2 separate regions of the Zea mays genome follow, and region 1 is linked to region 2. A link is a contact called in public Hi-C data. All regions are on one chromosome and are shown on one strand. The core of a region is the stretch at or near the end of the contact, and the rest is flanking DNA. Distances in the headings are between cores, read along the strand shown.

What was found. Hi-C and Micro-C count contacts between places; a contact is called where the count stands out from the background.
Region 1: a Hi-C map of leaf shows a contact between it and region 2, with 5 times the contacts expected there. The contact joins the promoter of LOC100282567 here to the promoter of LOC100285670 in region 2. A contact is called at or near these places in 3 of 25 Hi-C or Micro-C datasets (ear, leaf and tassel).

What each region holds. Positions count from the first base shown.
Region 1 is chr1:202,567,353-202,573,688 of Zm-B73-REFERENCE-NAM-5.0, forward strand. LOC100282567 (eukaryotic translation initiation factor 6) reads left to right here and starts at 2,352. Exons shown (of 8, transcript NM_001155475.2): 1 at 2,352-2,480; 2 at 2,854-2,908; 3 at 3,513-3,609; 4 at 3,718-3,803; 5 at 3,883-3,927; 6 at 4,565-4,695; 7 at 4,802-4,912; 8 at 5,007-5,434. The coding sequence starts at 2,899. The coding sequence ends at 5,264. It overlaps TRNAA-AGC (transfer RNA alanine (anticodon AGC)), which reads right to left and starts at 1,564; the gene lies at 1,492-1,564.
Region 2 is chr1:202,206,874-202,213,146 of Zm-B73-REFERENCE-NAM-5.0, forward strand. LOC100285670 (Activator of 90 kDa heat shock protein ATPase) reads right to left here and starts at 2,703. Exons shown (of 3, transcript NM_001158561.2): 1 at 1,668-2,703. The coding sequence starts at 2,540.

The DNA of each region.
Region 1 (6,336 bases), core at 1,102-3,601, 360 kb after region 2:
GACTGAACAGATGAAAATAAACAGATAGAAACACAAACATCATGACTGTAAAATTAAAACAGACAGATCTATCATATTACAATAAGACAGAACAGATAAGATAAAATCATTCCTACATATGAAGCAGCATAGAAGAATATATGAAACATATATAATATCCAGAACACAAAACAGTAAGTAAATAAAACGATCATACCCTCCGATGCGCTCTGATGATCCAGATCCTTGACCAGCTTCTTTTGTCATGTTGGAGCGGCACCGGCTTCGGAGGCACCTGCCCTATTGCTTCTCTGTGCGCGCAGAGTCACGAGATGGAAATACCCTCACTCGGCGGCTGGACTGCGATTCTGAAAGTGTTCTCGCGTGTACCGAATGACAGGGGTGCTCCTCTATTTAACCTCTCGCAGAGGGAAGCTGAAGGAGAAAGGTCGCCGAGTCGTTATGCCATTAGTCGGCCAGCTCTCGCCGAGTCACGCCATGAGTCGGCAGCTGAAGGAGAAGGGTCACTCGGCTAGCTGATGAAGAGACAGGGTCACTCGGTCGGCGGCGGCGCACGCGCGTGACACGCCCTTGTCCATTTCTTGACTTCTCAAGTTAAGTGGAATAAATCCCACCATATAAGTCAAGGCAAAAGACCCTTGGACTTTCAATGTGGTACTATTGGTATTCTCCACCATTACGCACCATAGAGTTTATTCAATAAATGAGCCAAACCCATAAAAGATCCAACATGTAACACTTTCTTACTTGAGTATGAATCGGTCATGGACCACGGTCCCTCCGTGGCAAAATAAAAAGTACGATTTCTAGCTTTCAATTAGACGGACAATTTCCTAGATCGAGAACTAGATTATCTCTTACACAGATGGATGGAGTACTCATGTTTAATAAGATTTTTCTTTATAAAGAGAGCCTTATTAAAACTCAACAGGTATAAGAGTTTTAAAAATGATCGTCTTCGCTCGCCTTCTCATTCCGCTCTGTAAATGATCCTTTGGCTCTCAAGTTCCAACTGATTGACGATGGGACGTTGGGATAAATTCCAGGAGACAACATTCTAATATAATTAATTACTCGCAATTTAAAGGACAGAGAAAACCATGCTACTTGCTTCGATGTTTATTTTTACAAAAATTAAAAACATAGAGATACAGAAAAATCTGACCACGAGAATTGCTAGACTCTAGCGTCACATGAATTGGGAGTTATTGTAAGTTTTTGGGCCAAGGTGCTAGCGTGGAGAGTGAGTAGAGACAAGCAGCGTGTGTGCTTGGCAAAATAAAAGTTTTACTTTTTCTTTTGCTTCTTAAAAGACTGAGAGGTGCAGTGGATGAAATCTCGGATCTTGACAAATGATTCGGGCCTTTTTGTGTTGCTTTTTCTTTTGCTTCTTTAAAGACTTTGAGAGGTGCGGTGAAGCTTGAGTGCAGTAGGTTTCGAAAGGCACGACTTACACGAAAAAAATGGAGAAAAAGAGAAAACAACAAAAACTGGAGATGCGGGGTATCGATCCCCGTACCTCTCGCATGCTAAGCGAGCGCTCTACCATCTGAGCTACATCCCCTTTTGTTATTATTATAAAATAGTTAATATTTGGTAATAATGAGCTAGACTAAGTTGGACCATGTTAAGAAAAATTCATTAGCCAATTACTTAGCATGTGAAAATCATGCGCACTGGTGTGAGATTTGTAAGAGGTATATAAAGTATCTATGGTCTCATGATATTAGAAAGAGGACATGAAAAATCAAAGGAGTTTATAGTGGAAAAAGGAGGCGGACACAACTGCATCGCCAAATTCATCACACCTGCATGCACAACCCTGAGTTGAGTGAGTTCCACGTCGTGCTCTGTAGCATAGCAGACCCTGTGGTGGTACTACCCGTAACATGTTGTTGGAGATGTCTAAAGTGTTGGACAACAGTGTGCCCTATGCCCCTATGTCTATAGGATCTCGAGCATCTCAACGAAGGAGACAGTCAACTAATCGCTCTACTAGAAGTCTAGTTCAGCCATGATAGTAGGCCCACCATCTTACGAGTGGGACAGATGATAAAGTTGTTGCTTACCAACATCCACGCAAGGTCATATCCCTTGATATTGAAAAGATGTCACTGACACATGGGACCTGCCTGTATCACCGAGAGCGGCAAGTATGCAATTTGCAATGGCACGATAGTAATCGACATTAATTAAAGCAAAAAAATCAATGTTTTTTTAAACAAAAGGGCTAAGAGCCCAAGACAGACGACGTAGCCCAACTGAATGCCCTCCTGCAGCCCAGCCCAACCTGTGCGATCGGGTCGGTCAAGCAACCCATTCGATCGGGTCGCCTTCAGACCTGACCTCTCAAATCAAACCGGGACCGGGTGGCCTCTTGCCCTCTTCCGTTCCGTCTCATTCTCATCCCCGACCCCCGCACCGCAGCGTAAACCCTAGTCCCCGGCGGCGACCTTGCGGCCTCCGCTGCGCTCTGACTGGTAAGCATGATCGCTCCTCCTCTCTTTCCCGCCCCGCTTCCCTAGTCCCTATTTTCTTTTCCACGCTGCAGCGTGCGTCGGTTAGGTTCTTGGGAGGTGGGGGTGTCTCGGGGATTCGTCGTGGCGTGCACCGGCGTCTGCCCCCACCCGCGCCTAGCCGCGAAGGTGAAACCCAGATCCCTGCCTCCCTGGCCGTACACGTGCCCGACCGCCTCTTCCCACCTCGGCGCCGCGGCGGCGGCGGCGCACCTTTTCCTCTGGAACCACCGAGGCACCGTGGAGTTCTTCCTCCTGGGCCTGTAGATGCGCCACCTCTAATCGTTTTTTCCCCTCGTTCGATAAGTTCTTAATCAGCTCGGCGTTTGATCTGCAGGTGCGCGTTTAGACGAGGAGCTGCGGCGGCCAAGACCAATCGACCATGGCTACCCGTATGTTTCGTTTTTATTTCCTTCGTGTCATATTTCTGGGTGCGAGTTTTGTGCCTAGATGATTCGTATGTGTTCGAGTTGGCGGTGCTCTAATCTTTGTTTTAAGGTTGTTATATGGCATGTTAGTGTCATCAACGATTCATGATTAATAGACTCAGTAGCTACCATTTCATGATTTATGCAGCGTATCAGAGGCAAGATATAAATCTTGGGTTCAAAGTTGCACTTGATTAGCTGATATTATTTTTGTATTGGCTAGTCCATGTTTTTGGTTGGAATTTAGTCTTGAATGATAGTGTTGCATCCGGTTTGCTCTATGTTTAAGCCGCTACACACCTGTGAAGGCTTGTGTGTAGTTTCTAGAATCAGTATTTTGACAATATTACAGTCATATTGCAATAGTTGCATGTGCTAGTGTAAGAATTGTTCTGTTCATTTTTTATACATGCTTTGTTCTCTTTTGTTTTTTCATCAATGAAAAAAACATAAAAGATACAGTTTTTTTATTTGTCTAAATATGGGTGGGTTAACCTTTCACCCTGCTGGTCATGGAATATGTGTTTTCAATTACTTATCTGCAACTTGTGGATGCGGACTCTTTCAGGTATCCAGTTTGAGAACAACTGTGAAATTGGTGTTTTCTCCAAGCTGACAAATGCTTACTGTCTGGTAGCGATTGGAGGGTCAGAGAACTTCTACAGGTTAGTCTTACATATTTCTTTGAGACTTGACATTTGGGTCATTGGGCTCCTTTGGTGGAAGTGGATGAAATGCTAACTCTAACAGTGTGTTCTCCTAATGTTGTCCAGTGCCTTTGAGGCTGAGCTTGCAGATGCCATCCCTGTGGTCAAGACCTCTATTGGTGGCACTAGAATAATAGGCCGACTTTGTGTTGGTTAATATCTGAAATTTGGTTTTGCTATTTGGCTTATTCTCTACTTGTTTTCACCTTCCTTTTCACTTTGTTTGCCCAGGAAACAAGAATGGACTTCTATTGCCACATACTACAACCGACCAAGGTAAGCATTTGCTTTATGCTGTGAATGTTTGCTAGATCTGTTATTAATGCTTACACATGGCTGGTTATTTCGAATCTATTAATTTATTACCCAGATGTTTTCACACGCATGCTGTTATTTCCATTTTGTATTGTTCACTTCTGTTCATGTTTTATTTCTCAAGAAATGTTAGTTTTCTATCAACATTCACCTTCAAGATGAGTTAATTACATAAGGATACTAAAAGTAACACTAGGTTTCCCAAACTAAGTATATAAATCACTTAGTATGTCAGATATGCTGCCTCATTTGCCTTTGTTTTTGTAAACACTCAGATTTATATTGTTTACCTGCACTTAGCTAGTTCCATGGAAAACTTTTAGGCCTTTGGTATATCGTACCATTGGGGAGTTATATGGCTCCATCTTGGTAACTGATGCATGGCCATGCTGCTGCTTGCAAATCCGCAATGACTAGATTTCTAGTTTTGTTCTTTTCAAATGTATATCTGTTTGTCTCTACCTTATCTAATTGACAAAGAAAACGGTGAGGATAGTGGTAACTATCCTGTCAACTGGGCTGTATAGGTTATCGTAGGTCCTGGTTTGCCACAAATGATATGTAATTTTTTCCTCCATGTGCTTTGGAACTTTTGTAGAGCTTCAGCATCTGAGGAATTGCTTGCCTGATCAAGTGGTGGTTCAGCGCATTGATGAGAGGTTATCTGCCCTTGGCAATTGCATAGCCTGCAATGACCATGTTGCACTTACGCACCCTGACCTTGACAAGGTAAAATTTACAGGAGACTGAGGAGTTTATTCTGTCGCTAGCCCCTGAAACTCTGCACATCCTCGATTACATCAAGCTAAAATCTTTGTGCTAATGAATTCAACAGGAGACTGAGGAGTTCATTGCAGATGTGCTTGGGGTCGAGGTGTTTAGGCAGACTATTGCTGGAAATATCCTTGTGGGGAGTTACTGCGCCTTCTCTAACAGGGGTGGTTTGGTACGTAAACTGTTAGCTACATTTCCATTCCATATGTTCCCTAAAGCTTGCAAATGTTGTATTTAGTATTTAGTGAACGAATACATTTATGCAGGTTCATCCCCATACATCCGTTGAAGACCTTGACGAGCTCTCCACGCTCCTCCAAGTTCCTCTTGTCGCAGGAACTGTGAACAGAGGAAGCGAGGTCATTGCTGCAGGCATGACAGTGAACGACTGGACTGCCTTTTGTGGCTCGGACACGACAGCCACCGAGCTCTCAGTCATCGAAAGCGTCTTCAAGCTGAGAGAAGGGCAGCCCACTGCGATTGTGGAGGACATGAGGAAGTCTCTGATAGACAGTTACGTGTAACTGGGGGGCCAGCAGATGTGGGTCAGAGTTTGCCTTTGCTAAAAGATGTATTGCAAGCTATAGTCGAATTATCAGTAGCACAACATAACCCTCTGATATGTTCGTGGTTTATCCGTGGTTTCTGAATTGTAGACTTCTGCGTTGAAGCTCGTGCTACTGTTTGTTTTCCATTGTTTGTTCACACCAACAGCTATATGCAGATACATGGCTTCTCAGTGTTACGCCGGCAGATGAATAAGCTTGGGGAAAAAAAGGATGTTATCTTGAAATTGTAGTTATCTATGGCGCAGGGGACATTGGTATAGCAAATGCTTCTCAAAAGTCTCCATGTCTCCATGGAAGGGAACCATCGACCACATTCATCAGAAACAACGAGCTGCCATTAACAAAAGCAGCGCATCTATGGGAACCATCATCCACTAAATCCCGCGTTTCAGAAACTGATCATGACCTTGGTACTTGGTACTTATCTCCTTGGTTTTCTCTGCATTGACCTCATCCTCGTGTAGACGTGTTAGCACAGGACATGTCCCATGAGTGAGATTATTGAAGCTGTTGCAATCTATTGCAGTGCTCAGTGGTAAATGGAGAAAGACAAGAGAGAGACAAATGGCAGGGACAGATTCTTTATTGCAGAGATAGATGTATATATAGTACAATACACAGGGTTTCCAAAGGGTGCGACCTTTAGGCAATAACTGCCACCAGTTGGGACTGATCACATGTAAAACTTTTGTAACACTCTCCCTTGATCAACCCAAATACATTTGATCATCTGCAAGTTGTCATCCAATATTTGATCTCCTCAAAAACCCTGTGAGAAAAATAAGGAGTATACAATATCCTTTGGATAATGAGAATAATCTCACAGAGTTTCCAAAAGAAAATATGCTTGTAATCATCATGTATAAAAACCCCTGTGGGGAAAACCAATGATGAAGCATATAGCTTTGTGGTCGGCTTTTGGAGGATTAGGGTTGAAAAAGACCCGGCCCTTTGTGGGCTCCTCAACGGGGAGTAGGACACCTTTGTGGTGTGGCCGAACCTCGGATTAAATCTTGTGTCTTGTGTT
Region 2 (6,273 bases), core at 1,453-3,952:
TTTCGGGTGAAATCCAGACTCCGTCACATCACTCGAACATAGTCCAGGTCGTATGCACAGGCGTGATCATAATTATAGATAGATGCCTTGTGCACATAAAGCATCTGCCACTATATCTTAACTCAAGTGAAATCCTACATTCCTACAGCAGTAACCATAGAGCAGCATTTGAAAGGAGAAGAGGCGGCCAAGTATATAAATCCACAAGTCTACTACACACACGTTCCAAATAAGATGAGCCCACAGCCCCACATACATTAATACAGTATTATGCATTGCTTGGAGGTGTTGCATACCCACTGCGAAAAATTCAAAATTTCATCTGCTAAATTACTGCTGAAATCAAAATAAGAATTACATGACCCTACAAACCACAAAGAAATATTGCATACCGACTGAAGACAATTCACCAAACTGTTGTGATTACTGCTAAACTCAACTCAAGATAAATGGTGCACATTGCATGTTTCCACATAGTACATGACTACACGTTGACAGTGCGCATACGTTGCCGGTGCGCTTGGCAACTTCTCCATCCACCCAAAAGAATGGAAATCTCACTTCCCAAGAAGTCAAGCAATCCTAACTTTGACTAAATATTTACAAAAATAAGTGCTAACTACATAACAATTATCACTACATTAATCATGGATTATGTTTTCATAATAAATATATCTGAAGATAAAATTGTTGAAAGTATTCCTACATATATAGGCAGATCTGGAATAGTTTGTAAAGCGAGAATTCCATTCTTTCTGTTAAAGAGGGAGCACATGTTAACTAGAGCGAGAAAATTCAGCAACATACAGTGCTCAATTAGAGCACCTAACTGTTTCAATAATATACAGTATACACATTAGATGGTATTTCACTAGATGGTGCCATGTGCTTGTTTAAAATATACTCCATCCATTCCAAATTATAGTTTTCTTTGGCTTCACCCTAAGTCAAACTTCCCTAACTTTAACCGTTTTTTTTTATAAAAAAACGAATTAAGGGTCATCTTTGTTGGCTTCCAAAATATGCCAAGCCAAAGATTTGACAGGCCATGATTTGGCTTTTAATTTGTTGGCTTCCAAAACTTGCCAAGATCCCACATTTGGATTGCCAAATCTATAGCACATTTTTTTGCCCAACTTTTGCTTGCCAAATATTTGGCATGGCATTTTTTGTTTGTAAACCAAGCAGGCTCTAATTTTTGCAGGTTCAAATAAATGCACTATCAGAATAATATGCCATAAAGGAAACTAGTTTGATGTTTGTAGATGCTAATACATTTTTCTATAAACTTGGCCGAAGTTAGAGGAAACTGACTTAGAATAAAGCTAAAGTGAACTATAATATGGAGTGGAGGGATTCATAGGAGGGAGCTACATGAACATATATTGATTAGTGTTAATCTTTAGATTGATATTTTAATGACAGTTCAAAATGGTTGGAAACAACGACATGGTTCATCAAACTTGTATTTTCTTGAATAGTCTTATTAAATGTTAATCTTATTGTCTTGAATTCAACAAACTACTAATCAACAAACGAATTAAGAGTTATTCGTCATATTTTCCTAAATCTCAGCACCCAAATTAAGTACCTAAATTAGTGAGCATACAAGAGCAATAGCAAAATGAGTAGCTGGCATAGGGACCCAGGCATGTCATGAATCTTACCGAGGAGTACAAGCCGTCAGGCCAGCTTCCAAACCGCCACTTTTGTGCAATCAGCTTCCCTTCCTGCAGCTCCTCGTTGACGCCAGTGATGGACCCGTCGAAGAGGCTAAATTCCCCTCCAACCTCTCTGCTGATCCTCGCATTGCTCTGCGTAAACCCTTTCCATCTGTTCTCATCCATCAAGATCTCATATATGTCCTTTGAGCGGCAGTAGAACTTCTCCGTCATCTCAATGGTCTTGAAGCCCTCCTTGTCCTTCCCCTTGGCCTTTTTCTTCTCCACAGCCGGCGCAGGAGCCAGTACCGCCTCCTTCGCCGGTGCGGAGCCGGCGACCTTCGTGGGAGTTTTCTTGGAGTCCAGCTCGTCCTTGGCCGGTCCACCCTTGGCCATGGCAGCGACGAACTCCCGGATCTTCTCGAGCACCATGGGTTTCCCGCGGGAGAGGAAGGCGTCCTTGGCGCGGAGCGCGAGGGGCGTCTCGTCGCCGCGCACGGTGACGCGGAGGTCGGGGTCCTCGTCGGCGTTCTCGTCGGCGAGGTAGGGAACCTCAGCGGTGCCGGTGACCTTCGCAGCTCCGGACTCCGAGGCGGCCTCGGCCTCCCAGGAGAGGGTGAGCGAGAGCTCGTACCCCGGGATGACCTTGCCCTTGCGGATGTTGACGTAGGCCTCGCCATCAAGCTTGTCGAGCGCGACGGTGCGGAGACTGAGGCCGCCCTCGCCGTCGAGGATGGTGAGGCCCGCGAGCAGGGAAGAGAGCCGCGCGCGGGACCACTCCAGGCAGTCGCGCTCCGCCCAGTGCCAGTTGTGGACGTTGGTGCCGTCGGCGCGCTCCTCCACGATCCACCGCTTGTCGCCCTCGCCGTACTTCGCCATAGGTGCGCGGTGGTGTTTGGGGGGGAGGGGAGGCGAGCTTAGGGTTTGGAAGGGCTCGGGTTCGTTTGGATCTGCGCGTGGTTTCGTGATGTTGGGTGTGTGGAATGGATGACCAGAGACGAGAGTTTTTTAAGAGCAGGAGGCGGCTGCTTCTGGATGGTTCGGTGCTGGATTGGAATACTCTCGAAGTTCAGGGGCAAGGGGAACAGGAGCTGGTCAGCTGGTACATTGGTACGTAGGTTGTACCGGTGGAATACAAGACAGTTTCGATCTTAAAATTTGTACATACTAGTGGGTTGTCCGTTATATATATATATATATATATATATATATATATATATATATATATATATATATATATATATATATATATATATATATATATATAAATTATTTACCAAAAAAATTAAAAAAATTAATTGTCTCCGCTCTCTATATAATATTTTTTGATTTAGCTAACTAATGTTATTGATTACTCCATCCAATATCTATTGGTACAACACGACTAATGAAGTGAGCGATTAGAAGAGAGTTCATAACGACTGACTGAACGAACAGAGATTATAAAATGACATAATTCCACCATACAGAGACCAAATAAGAGAAAATTTGTGAGCTCAAATTTCTAAATTAAGTCATATGAACTCAAACTTATAAAAAAGATAGATCAAAATATGGAGTGATTGCTAAAGTAAGGCATCAATAAAAATTTGATGCGCTCCATATAAATTATGCTACTTCGTAGCAATTACTAATGTTTAAAACCAACAAATTACATTTCATTTTACCGTTAGTGTGACAAATCATTGTTGCTCCATCCAATTCAGCAACCTCAAACACCATGGAGTCCATCTATAGGCGTGCAACGGGTTAATTTGAAATAGCTTTGAGGGGTTATTTGTAAAAAGGTGACGCGGGACGACCGTTGAAACTGGTGCTTTAAGTATAGTATAGATATAAAAATATACTAGTATAAAAGTATTTGGCTATATAGGCATTTCAGATATACTCTCTCTCCCAAATAAATTTTATTTTAGTTAATTAATTGATTCATACAGTACTTGATTTATGTTTATATATACATATATATATTCCTTCATTTAAATATAGACATAAAAACAAAGAGCTAAAACAACTATTATTTTAGAAAGGGAGGAGTATAACATTTTAGTCAAAATAGATATTTGTTCTTGGTTTATGTGTCAATCTCTGTGATCCAACCTCGTCGTGGTAGCGTCCATAGGTATCACGAGTAGTGTCACTGTCTGCATCTCACTTTCCCCATTTAACGCTCCCCGGTTTTGATGGAGTACAAATTTCAGCAACCATGCCAAGTCAGTAGAACCTCAGTATGCCTCGGTTTAATGTATTACGAATTGTCCGGCTTTATGGGGCAGACCGTCCCCAAAAAAATTTGGGGTGCTCTAACATATTATAGTCGTTTATAGCCGTTGGGATTCTTGTGTGACAGTCCGAGCTTGAAATGTAGATTGTCCGAGGATGCCCGGTCTGCTCGAAAAGTGACCATAATGGCTAGTTTTGAGAGGGGGACTATATATACTTGGTGTCCGGTTTGGGCACCTTAAGGAGGCCATTTGGAACACTTATAAGCATATTAGAGCCTTCCTCTTCTCTCTCCCACTCATATTGTTTGGGATTGCATTCTAGTGAGATTGATAGCCATCTAGTGTACTGTATCAGTTGGTTGAGCTTTGAGGCACTAGGGAGATCATCAAGCAAGGTCGTTGGCTTGTTACTCTTAAAGGTTGTCACCTTCTAGACGGCTTGGTGGTGGTTCCCTACTGAGCTCTTTAAAGAAGATTGTGAAGAAGATATAAATCAAAGATTGAGCAACAAATTTGAGGGGTGACATAAATCAAAAGTCACACATGATCTTATAATAAAAAATCAAAGAAGATATAGTGATAAGAGTGACCTTGGTTTCAACAAGAGCAATAGCAAAGGCAAGCGCTTGAAGCTAAAAGAAAATATGCTATCTCATTTCATGTGTTATCAATGCCATGAGATGGGTCATCTTGCCAAGGCATGTCCCAACAAGGACAAGCTCAAGTTAAAGAAGGAAGAAGAGAGGCTAAACCATGACAAATATTTCAAGTGTCACACTTGGGGTTACCTCACCTCAATGTGCCCAACCAAGAAATTGGTGAAGCCACAAGTGAAGCCTCAACCAAAGCCACAAGTTGAGCAAGAGAAGTGTCGATGTTTCAAACCTTGCTCCAACAAGTAAATTTATTGTGCTCGTTCCAGGCTCCAGACGATGTGCGCGGTGGACGCAGAATTTATACTAGTTCGGGCAGAATGTCCATACTTCCATTCATCGGTGGCTTACGCTACCGGCACCATTGATATCAAAGCTCGTAGTAAGAGTTACAAGCGAGCAACAGAGGGAGGAGAGGCTCCCAAGTCTCTTATCGTGGTGGAGGTAGAGCTAAGGGTTACAAGGTGGTGTCCTAGCTAATTCTTGGCTTGGCGACAAGGCTTCGGTCTCTGGGTCCTCGTCGGTGCGTCCTCCTCCTGTTCACCGGACCTTCTGGGTGTCTTTTTGTCTAGGAGTTGAAGCTCTCATTTAGTTGTAAAGCGGGCAAGAGCTCTAAGTTGTGTGGAGAACCTTGCGAGACATATGTCCCAGCATTGAGCAAGGTAAAGACTCAAGTTTGATCTTGGTGATCACTTGAGTGAGGAAAGGATTGAAAGAGACCCTATCTTTTAGGAACTCCTCAACGGAGACATGGATTTCTTTGTGAAATCAAACTTCGATAAATAAATCATTATGTCTCTTTATGCTTTCTCTTTGTCATTTGTTTTGCCCCTTTCTTCTCGAAGTTATACTTATTCTACACTTACATCCTATATTGTTGCCAACATCAATTATCCACTTCCGTTCTTTAGCAACAATAGCAAATATTGAACTTGGATTTTTTTCCTAGACTTACCATTCTCATTCTAACCCATATTGCGATAATTCTCAGATCAAGTTTTTTTATTTGAGTTAAAATTTTAGGTTTCGCCTATTCACTCCCCTTTAGACAACTTTTAGTTTTAGACCACATGCTAAGGGACTTCGAACCATACGACTAAGCAAACCCTAAAGGGGTGATCATAGGAGTGTTGTTCTAGTTGTTGGACTACAAGAGAAACATAGTGTCAGACCAAATGAAAACACTATTCATGCTCAGTAGAGCATTAGATCAAGGCAAATAAGAGTATTGAACCATCAAACATAGTAGTGCTGGTGGATAGAGAGGTTCTAAAGAGGAAAAATGTGTGTTGGACTAGTCCAACGGTGGACGTCAGACTATATGTTATGAAAGCATGCCACAATGGCCAACAATAACTTGTGCTGATATAATAGCCATTAAGAGTCATTAGACTCTATAATAGTGGTCTGATGGTTGTGCGTCAAACAGTTTGATGACCATGCATCAGATGGTTCAACTGCATGTAGATATGCATGTTAAAGTTCCAATGACTATGTCTCACCTTGACGGCTATAAATAAGACACTAATCACCCATTTGAGGAGCGTGGGAACTTATCAACATATCAAGGGTGTTGTGACTCTTCTCTACTAATTATAGACTCTTAAACACTTAAAGAATAATTTGGTAATTAGTGTAGATGCTTTATAAAGTGGTTAGGTCAGTTATACAACCGCTTATTGCACTATTATTGTACTCAGAGGGAATTATAGTCTTGCGATATCACACCAGCCA